Linked DNA regions of Mus musculus: regions 1 and 2 are each linked to region 3. Evidence: chromatin contacts called from public HiChIP or PLAC-seq data. All regions are on one chromosome and are shown on one strand. The core of a region is the stretch at or near the end of the contact, and the rest is flanking DNA. Distances in the headings are between cores, read along the strand shown. Region 1 overlaps Kcnmb2 (potassium large conductance calcium-activated channel, subfamily M, beta member 2). Region 2 overlaps Gm42201 (a long non-coding RNA gene). Region 3 holds the start of Kcnmb2 (potassium large conductance calcium-activated channel, subfamily M, beta member 2).

Region 1 (3,561 bases), core at 39-2,538, 280 kb after region 3:
TAACAACAATAATAATCAACTTAGGCTATGTGTACTGTCTGTTAGGACCTGGACAATTTTCTGAGACTGCTTGTTCCTTTCTCTCTATTATTCCATAAAGTGAGACTAGATCATCAGTGCAGGGACACTGGTGCCTAAGGGATGTGACACAGGGGCTTGGGAAATGGCTTTCCATAACTAGCTTGCTGTACAGTCATGAGAACCTGAGTTCCAAACCTACATCCCACATAAGCCCAGACATGGTGGCATACACTTGTAGTGTCGGCACTGGAGATATGGAGACAGACAGTCTCTAGAGCACACTGTCCAGCAAGTCTAGCCTAACTGTGGAGCCCCAGGTCATGGAGAGACCCTGTCTCATAAAACGTAATGTAGATGACATCTGAGGTCATCTTCTGGCCTCAACAAAAACATAGAGAAACATACTAGCATGAGCATGTACACATACCCATACACATGCTCCTTCCTGCACACACATGAACAGGCATATGAATGCATAACAGTGTACCTGCACACACATACACACACATGTACACAAACCTAACATGCACACATCTATGCAAATGCGCCTATGCACTCAAGTGCACACACACACACACACACACACAACGTCACACCTCTCTGTGGGACACAGCACAAACACATGGCAATTGAGATTTCAAAGCCACATCCCAGGAACTCGAGCGTCCCGGTTCTTGCCTGCCACTGCTTTTCTAACCACCCCACTTCTCCATCTCCCAGCTTCCTTGGAAGCTCTCGAATGCCCAAGCAAAAGAAGTTGGAATTCGTCAGTTTGAAGCCAGATCCAGTACTCAGTATTCTGAAACTCTCTAAGTGATTCTAATGTGTTGTGAAGCCTGAGAAAGACTGATAGCAACCTCTTAAAGTAACAGACTTTTGAATCCTTTCATTTCAATGTTTACCCAGGGTTTACTAAGTCGGGCCAGAGAGAGGTACTAGGTGATAATCCTAAGAGCATCTCCTCTGCATAAGTGATCTGAAATGTCCTCACAATGCCCCTCCCACCCCCCCACCCCCCCACCCCCGCTGCTGTCCAGACACTGAATTCTGAAGCTCTATATAGCTCCATGGGTCTGCCGATAGTTGGGCTTGGAGAAATAAGTCCCTTTCATATGAAAGTGGGAGGTTTCGATCCAAGAAAAAAAGCAAACCACTTTGTGGCACTTGTTTCTACAGCTAAATTAATGCTTTCATTTTAGAGGCTAAGTCGAGCTAAAATGTAGCAATTTGCTCCTCTCTCACATCCTGGCTGGTCCTCTCTGTCTCTAATGGCCTTCAGCTGTACTCTCTCCCACAATGAAAGCGCCAGTGCCTTGGGCCCCAAGGGTTTGCCGAGTCCAAAACCTCTTTCAGATTCTCGAACCTGCTTAGAATGATCTAAGACATCCACCCCCACTGCCTGATTGTCAAAACAACTTCTAACCATCCAGGTTCCACAAAATTCAGTCTGCTTCAGCAGACATGACTAAGTCCAACACCCTGAGTCTGGCACACACTTAAAGTACAGGAGCTATCCATGCATGTCCAGTAAAAGGGCAGGGTTGCTACTCCTTGTGAACACGTGTTTTCTGCTCACTGCAGTATAGCTTATACTCAGAGGCAAAGCGTCGATTGCTAGTGTGTTGCTCCCTAATTACAAATGCTCAACCTGATCACAAAATGAAAGTTATTGTAAAATAGAATTCGAGCAATTTGTTAGCTGGAATCTCTCTGGTTGACTCGACTCAGGGCAGCCTGATTGACCCTGTTGTCTGCACAGAAAGAAGGCTTTACCTTCTGCTGGTTTCCTGACCTCAGAGAACTATTAGACTGGATAAAGCCTCTGTGTCCATCACTTACCAACTGTGTGTTCTTGACTACTATGTCACCTGATTTCGGTGACCCTCAACTCACTCACCTCTCAAAGGGATTAATAACCAACATACAGGGTTGCTGAGAAGATGAAAGGAAATAATTTATGTAAATCACCAGTTGGGGAGAAAGGATATAATTAGCCATTGCTCTTGACATCTTCAAAGGGCTGCCGCTATCTTACTTCCTCTGTTAGAATGACCTTATTGCTCTCTCCCTCTATCTTGTCAAGTCCTGGAGCCTCTCTGCCTTTTTGCCACCTTTCCCCAGCCCCTCTCTTAACAAAGACTTTTCTACGCAGGCTGGGGTGGAGTTTGGGGTAAAGGGACTGAGCAAGAAGCCATGCCTTGCAGAAATGCAGAGAGTGGGGGTTATCAAGGTGGATGGTGCACAGTGGTCATTCCATCCCGCAGGAGGCTGAGGCAACAGAATTACCACTTTGATGCTAGCCCAGGCTACAGAGCAATTCTGAGGCTGTTCTTGCCCACATAGTGAGACTCAGTCTCATGAAATCAAAGCTAAAACTAAAGCATGCATTATGCTTACCGGTGAATTGAATAAGGAGACAATAGCCTCTTAAAATATCAGTGAATGTTCTATAGTAGATGTCACCAAGAAGGCTCTCAGGCGCCAAAGTCTGTTGTCATGGCATGCCGAAAGCTTGTATGCTCAAAGTCATAAACTTCGCACAGACCTATAGATTTTGGGGGAGGCCCCGGGCAGTTCAGCAACCAAGTAACTGTGTTGTGCAGCCAACCCCTCATGCCCAGCAGCTTCCTGTCCTGTGCTCATTCTTGCCCCTTCTCTGCAGCGTGTGGACAGAAGAAGCCCAGTGTGCCCTGCTGAATGTGTCAATCACAGAAACGTTTAACTGTTCCTTCAGCTGTGGGCCCGACTGTTGGAAGCTCTCTCAGTACCCTTGCCTGCAGGTGTACGTGAACCTGACATCTTCCGGGGAGAGGCTCCTCCTCTACCACACGGAAGAGACCATGAAGATCAATCAAAAGGTAGGAGTTTGGCTCGCCCCACCTGGGTGCCTGCAGAATCCGCCCACCTTCCTCTGTCCCCGACTTTCCCCTTTCCGAGTATTTCAACATACCAGGAGGTAGGCCCTTGCTTGCTCCATTCACAGAACTCACTCTCTGGATCTGTCATGGTACAGCAGGTTTAGCTGTGTTTTCTGTTGGGGAGGGGGATATTTATATATAAAGAACCCAAGTCTGTCAAAGCAAGCACAGAAATTAATAAGAGATGTGCACGCCCAAATAGCTGTCATAACTTGGGAGGCATGGGGTAAAACATGACTTTGCTCTTCCACACTTAGTTGTGTGACCTTGGGCATGCATGACCTTGACCTCCATGACCTTTTAATCAGAAGGAAAATAATAGCCACTTACACAGCCATTATTGTAAGTAATAATGAGTAGAGTATGTTATACTGAAAAATTAAACTTGTGGTCAATGGTGTGTGTGTGTGTGTGTGTGTGTGTGTGTGTGTGTGCCTGTACATTTTTATTTACATGTTATACTTATGGAGCCATGATTTCTTATAATAATGTTCATATTAATCACTTTACTGGTGGGATGACAAAATGCCACGACCAAGGACAACTTAAGGAGGTCAGGGTTTATTTTGCTTTATGATTCCATCATGGCAGGGAGGCACAGCAGCAGAAGCAGGAGGTGAGA
Region 2 (3,774 bases), core at 505-3,004, 420 kb after region 3:
GTTTTGAACTTCAGAATAATTAAATCACAGTCTCCAGGGAGCCCCAGGCCAATGCTAGACTTTATATTGAATGATCTGATAAGACCTCATGAAACCAATCACCTCAAAATGTGCAATATTTTTAATGTGTAAGTTCTATTTTTAATGATCAAGCAATGTATGATGCAGCCATACCTCCTCTTTGCCTGAGACTGTTTGGGGGAGAACAGTAAGGCTCAGAAATGACATCTCATAGAGCAAATATGATTTGGGTTGTCTTTTCCTGAACATTTAATAATTCTTGGATGTTCTAGATGCCCTCATGGAAACAGAGGTATTACAACAATCAATTCCAAGTTTCAAACAGGGCCACTAGAGAGGCACTGCTCCTGTTACCATGAAGATTATAGAAAGTTCAGAGGCTAACAAGAAGCAGAGTTTTTGTCACCATGCCAATACCTGGCCTGCTTTCAAACATACTTTGCCTTTATTAGATTCATCTTCTAATATCTGAATTAAACCCCATTAGATGAAAAGACTCAGGACAACCTGGGAAAGAAACTAAGTGTGTTCTCCTGCTTTTAAAGTGTCTACTTATCAGGCTGGGGAAATGACTCAGTGGTTCAGAGCACTGACTGCTCTTCCAGAGGACCCAGGTTCAATTCCCAGCACCCACATTGCAGCTCACAACTATCTCTAAGTCCCATTCCAGGGGATCGGACACCCTCTTCTAGCCTCTGCAGGTACTGTCTGCACATGGTACACAGACAAAATACCCATATGATAAAATAAAAATAAATAAAATCTCAATAAATAAAGTGTATATTAAGGGATCAGTGGTTAGAGTGCTCACTACTCTTACCAAGGAGTCAGATTTGGTTCCCAGTACCCACGTGTGAGCTCGCACTGCCTGTAGCTCCAGTTCCAGCAGATCCAATGGCCTGTTCTGGCCCTCCTCAGGACTTGCACATACATGGTACACGTAAAAATATGTAGGCACGCATATACAGAATAATAATAAATAAATCTTTAAAGTGAAAGATCAAAAAAGCATAGAAAATCAAATTACTGAAAAATGTAAACTAGCAACGTATATGCCTTAGCAGAATGGCAAAGGGTTCCAAAAGTAAACCAAAGACAGACTTAGACCAAGCAAGACTTGGAGGGCAAATAATGTGAAATGCATGCTAAAAACCCTGGTCTTTAAGCCTGACTTCAGCACTCACTGCCTGGGTAGCCCTGGACGGTAAGTAATGCCATCAGACCAGACAGATCAGCTGAAAAACTCCTTTCTGCCTTTGGCTCAGTACCCTGCCCTGCCCCCGTCTCTCCATACTCCCCTCACACAGACCCTCTCCCTTTCCCTCCCTCACTCTCTTTCCTCCCCTTCTCCCCTCTTTCTGTCTTCCTTTATTTCCCCCTTCCTGCTTTCTTCCTTTTCTCAGTAGCGACCTGAAGAGCCAGCATCTTAGCCAGCAGAAGACCGGCAGGTACAAAGAGCCTCGACCAAGTTTGTTACAGCTGGTCCCCACTAGAACTCTGAAGTCCCTTGAAGCTAGAGAATGACACGACATTTTTATTCATTTAAATTTTCAAAACTATTAGCAGAATCATGCCATCAGTTCACTTAGAAAAGCAAACATTACCTTTTTTTTTTTTTTTTTTTTAATCAAAGGCGGGTTTCCTTTTCTAGAATTCTAATCAAGTAAGCCGTATATAATGAGTGCATGGTGAGCTGCCCTCTTCTGTTCGTAGGCAGGCAGTGCAGGGCAGGCGGCAAACGTTAGCTCTGCGCAGGGCTTCACAAGGTAATGTGGACACAGCAGGATTTTAACATCTAGAATATTCCTACTGACCTCCAGCAACTGGAATATCCCGTTATGCCGAGTGGCTCCTCTTTGCCAGTTAAGAAGTACCCGTTCCTCTCTAGGGTGGCTGACCAGCGAGCTCTCTGGACCTGCAAAAGAATCTTCTCTTCCCGGTGAAGTAGAAAACATGACCTTGGGCTAGTGGCTCTAAGCCTGATTTCCCTGGGCTACTGAAGGAACTCACCAAATGTGTAAACCATGTGCCTCCCCCTTGTTGCTCCCTTTCTGTGTGCTTTGTCTTCACACTCACTGCCTAGAAGCTCGGAAAATGAAGCCAAACTGCTAACGTGTTCACACTCCCGCCAGCACCTTGCCACATGTGCCGCCCCACCATAACTTCCTCCGTGTCAGCGTGCAACTGACAGAGCAGTCAAGAAACAGACAAGCAAGGGTACGGGACCAAGCAGCTGCTGCCGGTTGCGTCTGGGCAGGAAGGAAATGCAAAGGAAAAGGGAAACTGAGGCCACTGAACCATCAGCAGAAGCTTGGGGCTAACGCTCCAGTCAAGACAGAGTTCTTCCATTGTAAGCCCAGTTGGTTGACTTCTTTTCTCAGTTACTCTCATGACCTTTCTTCCCCAGAGTCCACTGAGGTGTTTTCATAAGGGCTCCTTATTCCTGGAACACACTTTCCTGTGACTATCACCAACTCTAACGCCTTTTCATCTTCTTTACTATATAAAGCCATTCCACCTAATGCCTTAAGACCGTTAATCTTGACAGAGATCAAAGCCAATTGCATTTGCTTTAAAAACATATTTAAGTCGTCTCCAAAACCAAATATCTTTAACATTGAAACCCCATCCTTGGATCAGAAGAAAGTGCTGGAAAGCTTTCTGCCTCCCAGCCGCACCAGCTAGATTCCCCAGTTGATACAAGTGCCTACTAGGAGAAAACAAGAGTCTACAGAACCTCTCAGCACGCAATGTGTTGAATCTACTAAGTGATCCTGCTTATTAGTTAATTAGAAAGGCAGCAAGCTTAAAAGGGACTGGGGAGATGGCTCAGTGGGTAAGAGTGTTGTTCAGTAAAGCATAAGGACCTACGTTTAAATTCCTAGCGCCTATGTACGGGAACGCATGTCTATAACCCCAACACTGGGTCAGAGGCAGGCAGATCCAGAGATTCACTGGTCAGCCAGCATAGATTGAAGGAGGAGTTCAAGTTCAGAAAGTAAAACCCTGTCCTAAGGGTTACTTAAAGCAGAGAGTGAAGGAAAAAGACATCTGATGCCTTCCTATGGCACAACCACACACTCACATATATGCAACACATGCAACAGCAGAGGGTGTTTATATGCATGGTACAGATAACATAGTGAGACAGATAAAAGCAGTAATTGCCTACTCCTCCCACATGCATGTAAGTGGTCTAGACCCAATGTTACACCCTGTCTACTAGCGCACCTGCAAGTTGGAGATGGGCTATTGTTATTCACGTATTAGTTCACCTATATTTCTTTTTGAACATCTATCTCGTGCCTTAGTCAACTAGACTGAAAAAATGACCCAATCAATGGGACTTTTATAGCTGCCCATTCCCACCATCTTCACCCTTCTCACTCTCTAGGAAAGAAAAAGAGGAGGAAGAACAGAAGAGTATGAAGCCAGCATTAAGAACATTTAGGGCTGGGCTGCCTGGCAAGCATGAAGACCTGAGTTCAATCTCCAGACTCCATTAAAATAATAATAATAACAAGCCAACCCAAGGTGGGCATGGTGGCACAGGCCCTTAGTCCCAGCAGAGGCAGGTACATCTTTGTGAGTCCAAGGCCAGCCTGGTCTATAAAAGTTTCAAGGTGGCCAGGGCGGTTACACAGAGAAACCCTGCTTCAAAAAAAAACAAAAAACAAAAAACAAAAACAAAAAAATGAGAGAAAGAAAAGAAGGGAGGAAAGTAGGGAGGGAAGGAGGGAGGAGGGAGGGGGG
Region 3 (3,720 bases), core at 714-3,213:
AGCAATATAGAGTCTGAGGCCTCAGATGAGACTCCTGCATCTTGCTGAGACTGTCTCTTTGATGTACCCACCAGTGTTCTTAAAACCCCTTGACTTACAGCTGTCATTGTTTGAACTCTAAGAAACCGGCTTCCACTGCTTCCATGTGGACAAGGGGAAACCATGGGAATGTAGTTCTATGTTTCCTGGGCTTTGGCCATCAAATTTGATTCCCGAATATTCTCTTATTCCCTTGGAGATGAGAGCCTTGTTTTGTGTCAACAGTTGTGTGAATTGCTCCAATTACCATGAAATTAAGATACTGATGACAGTAATCAGCACTTCTTCTGCTCTCTTTACAATTATGAATATTTAACTATTTCTGAAATGGTTTCTCTTAGATGACCAAGTGATGAGCAAAACTTCTTTTAAAAAAAAAAAAGAAAAAAAAGTTTCTTTTCTATTTGAGGAGCTAAAAACAAGAAGAAACTCTTCTTTCTGTTGTATCAATCCAGTGGGTCCAGGGTTATCTTTCAAAATTCAAACTTCATATTCAGGCCCAGGGTTAGCTCTAAGGAAATGATGTAAGGACACTCACTCAGAATGAAGTATGATTATGGTTTGTGATACAAAGAGAGTCTTTTTTTCCTACTGAATCACATTTTATTCCCAAGAAAAAACTGTAACCAATCAAATAACAGCTAAAATTCAAATATAATCAGGGTATATTCAAACCAGCAGCCAGGAACATGAGAAAGAAAGAAAGGAATGAAAGCAAAATCTTTGGACCGATATGAGAGCAATTCTGATATTCAGTTATTATGTGGAAGAGGATGTGGGTCTGCTCAATGTCGTACTCCCAAACAGCAAAAATGCCCACAATTAAACAGTGGCAACTTAGAATCATGCCCCTGAGATGGTCTTCCAGAGGGTCACTGGCAGTGGCTGTAAGATGTTCATTACCACTATTCAATTTCTGTTCCATAGTCCAACATAGAACACTCCTGTCCATATTGCATCTGCTGGTCTCTAAGCCCCTCCCTTAGTGCCGACCACTCAGTTTCCATAGTAACTACTATATAACTATGGTTCTGAGGTAGCAAGAGAAGAGAAAGGAAAACCGAGTTAAAAAAAAAAGACTAAACCTGGGTAGTTGGAGCATTAAAACATTCTCTGGCAAGAACTTTGTTTTTGCATTCCTGTCCGGAAAAACACTTTTCAGAGTGATGTGTGTTTGCACACACAGAACAGCCTCCTCTCTGGCCAGTGTTTCTATGTCACTACTGTGTAAAGGACCACACCAAGGCAGGGCACCCATCCCAAGCTCCTCTACCCACCTTCCATTCTTTCCATGGAGAGAGCAGTGATGCAGGAAAAATGGTGACCTTTGCATGGAGCAAAGAACTGTGCAGCCGACATGCCCTAATGAGTTCATCTGTTTTCTGATGCATGCTGTCCGTCTGATACAACATTTGAGACTTCAGGTGAGTACATGCCATAAGGCATCCTCAGTTACCCATCACAACTTTCCCTGTGTGAAAGGATCCTCTCGCCTAGCTCTGGAAATAATGTCTTTTTCTAACTTGGGAAAGCAAGAGTCCCTTGCTGGGACTAACAGGATCACTTGGGGATTCCAAGGGTGTTTACTCCCAAGTTCACCCTCCTAGAGAGAGCTTATTTACAGGAGGAGTTCTTTCTTCCGAAGTTAGAGGATTTGGAAATCTAATCTAGTAGGTAGGGTGGCCGCAGAGCTAGGAGGGAAGTCAGATCAGGCTCCGCTCCCTTTTCAGTATGAAAATTCGAAAGCAGTGGGGAAGAAATGCTGGACCTATCACAGCGATGCTAACAGACAGCCTATTACAGTATTTAATAAAAACAGAAGCAGCGTGCCTGTCATAGGCTAATAAATCCTACCTCCTGCACGCTTTTAAAAACAGTCTGGACCGGCTTCCACAGAGCTTCGGAGAACTAATCTTAAGCATGGCTGTCTAGCGTGCCTGTCACTCCTATTGTCCTTCCAAACTCTTGCAGACATTTTGAGCGAGGAGTAAAGCTATGAGTTAGCGAGGGTGTGACATCAATGGTCCACAAAGACAGCCAGCAGGAAAGGTAAAGATGAGGACCGGTGGCTGTGTGGAGGACTACACGGGATCACTGTCATTAAAAATTAAGCGTGGCTTTTGAGGAAGATGTGACAACTCCTGAAGGTAGGATTTGCATGTAAAACAAAGGAATCTGTTGCTGTTTGGAGCTTTTTGTTGTCGCTGGGCTCAGCGCTGGGGTGCCTGTGGTCGGTCAGGGATTGCAGCCAGGTGCTACAGAGAGGCTTGGTTGACTTGGGGCTCCACGCTGACCAAAACACAAGACACACTGGGCAGTGTGAGGTTTTATGTCTGGAAAGCCTCATGGACAGGTTGGCTCCGGGCTCGATCGCAGCCTGCTGAGTGTGCACTCCACGTTGCTTTCGGTGGAGTAGAAGGCTTAGAGGTCATGGAGAAAACAGTTCTTTTCTTACCAGTGGTGCCTGATAGGCTGGGGAGGGGGCACTGAGAGAAGACTTTGGCAGGTGGGAGGCAGAGAGAGCCAAGAAAAATAGAGGAGGAAGCCGTGCTGAACTTGAAACCTGTTAGGTAAATATATATTCCTGGAGTCAGTGTGTTTTGGTGGTCAGAGGGTATTTCAGAAGATAGTGATGGATTTCCCCCTATAATCTACTATAAGAGAAATCTGGTTACCTCTGTCCATCTTGCATATTGAAAGGCTGGTCCACACCATTCTGTTCCTATTAATGGCTTTGCTAAAAACAGACCGGGAGTTTGAGAGTAAAGAAGGGGCTTTCTCTCTGTTCGTGTTCTTGCCTTTGAGCAACTGCTGGGCTGCAGATGGAAACGGGAATTCTTTAGAGGTTAAGGACTTGACCTTTTATTTTGTTAATGAATAGCTCGAAAGCTTAATCTTCCTTGAAGATAAGAGGAGCGGTTGGGTTCCACAGTCCGGGAGGAGGGGGCAATGATTAGCACTGGCAAGGAACTGCATACATCTCCTTGCACTTCAGATGGGCTCTGTACAGCTCTACTAGAGAGGGAAGGTAGGAACCACCCGCGGAGATTTCAGAGGCAAAAGTACAATGATCCAAAACCAATGTTTCTGCAATTTGATCCCCGGTGCCAGTACTGTCATTGCTTGTGACCCTCAGTGTGAAGTGGCAGGGACAAAGTGAATGTGTCCCTCCGTGGCGGGTGCGTTCTCTCCCCTGTGGACCTCACAGACTCAAAGCTGTAAGGATAACGCTTTCTATTTTGAAAACCAAACAAACAAACAAAAACAAACAAACAAGCAAACAAACAGAAAAACCTCTGCATTTCGATGCATGCATTTAGCTATAATGAACACCAAAAGCGCTTCAATGATCATATTTATAAAGAATGTAACATTCTCCACTGGTCTACACCATCCACATAACACGGTATAAATAAGTGTTGAGGACAATGTTAGTTTTCAGTTAAATGCTGGAATTAGGGTTAAGTGAGATTCTGGTCTTTTTGAGCTCCTGTGTACACACTGCCATTTACACACAAACTCGAGGTCATTTTCCTTTGGTTGAGAGACCTCTAGGCTTGAAGTTGGCTGGGTGTTCCTCATAGCAGAATGACAGCCTTTAGTGAGACTGGGACCCAGTCTTAGTTGGTCTTTGGGTGACATGGAGCACATGGGTATGAGTAACTGTATATTCTGGTAAGA

What was found. HiChIP or PLAC-seq counts read pairs in DNA pulled down with a chosen protein or histone mark.
Region 1: an H3K27ac HiChIP or PLAC-seq map of SST interneurons shows a contact between it and region 3, with 2.9 times the contacts expected there. The contact joins the enhancer-like site here to the promoter of Kcnmb2 in region 3. A contact is called at or near these places in 11 of 39 promoter capture datasets (the 3T3-L1 cell line, 3T3-L1-derived adipocytes, cranial neural crest and 6 more), 4 of 484 Hi-C or Micro-C datasets (cerebellar granule neurons, cerebral cortex, embryonic stem cells and 1 more), 4 of 115 datasets of contacts at active chromatin or transcription factors (SST interneurons, VIP interneurons, embryonic forebrain and 1 more) and 2 of 9 other capture datasets (embryonic stem cells and pancreatic islet).
Region 2: an H3K27ac HiChIP or PLAC-seq map of VIP interneurons shows a contact between it and region 3, with 11 times the contacts expected there. The contact joins the enhancer-like site here to the promoter of Kcnmb2 in region 3. A contact is called at or near these places in 6 of 39 promoter capture datasets (the 3T3-L1 cell line, cranial neural crest, embryonic stem cells and 3 more), 5 of 484 Hi-C or Micro-C datasets (cerebellum, cerebral cortex, cortical neurons and 1 more), 5 of 115 datasets of contacts at active chromatin or transcription factors (SST interneurons, VIP interneurons, embryonic forebrain and 2 more) and 2 of 9 other capture datasets (embryonic stem cells and pancreatic islet).

What each region holds. Positions count from the first base shown.
Region 1 is chr3:32,179,148-32,182,708 of GRCm38.p6, forward strand. Kcnmb2 (potassium large conductance calcium-activated channel, subfamily M, beta member 2) reads left to right here. Exons shown (of 6, transcript NM_028231.2): 5 at 2,684-2,879. Among named protein-coding and RNA genes, the nearest start is that of Gm42201, 150 kb to the right of the region's middle. Within about 2 kb of position 1,289, at least 7 of the 459 cell types and tissues checked have an H3K27ac peak or open chromatin away from gene starts, as enhancers often do. A contact at or near this core is called in SST interneurons, where this site is marked.
Region 2 is chr3:32,316,072-32,319,845 of GRCm38.p6, forward strand. The region is part of intron 1 of Gm42201 (a long non-coding RNA gene); the gene reads right to left. Among named protein-coding and RNA genes, the nearest start is that of Gm42201, 8.3 kb to the right of the region's middle. Within about 2 kb of position 1,755, at least 8 of the 459 cell types and tissues checked have an H3K27ac peak or open chromatin away from gene starts, as enhancers often do. A contact at or near this core is called in SST interneurons and VIP interneurons, where this site is marked.
Region 3 is chr3:31,900,740-31,904,459 of GRCm38.p6, forward strand. It overlaps Kcnmb2 (potassium large conductance calcium-activated channel, subfamily M, beta member 2), which reads left to right and starts at 1,964. Exons shown (of 6, transcript NM_028231.2): 1 at 1,964-2,186. Gm34031 (a long non-coding RNA gene) reads right to left here and starts at 1,435. Exons shown (of 3, transcript XR_389652.3): 1 at 1,317-1,435.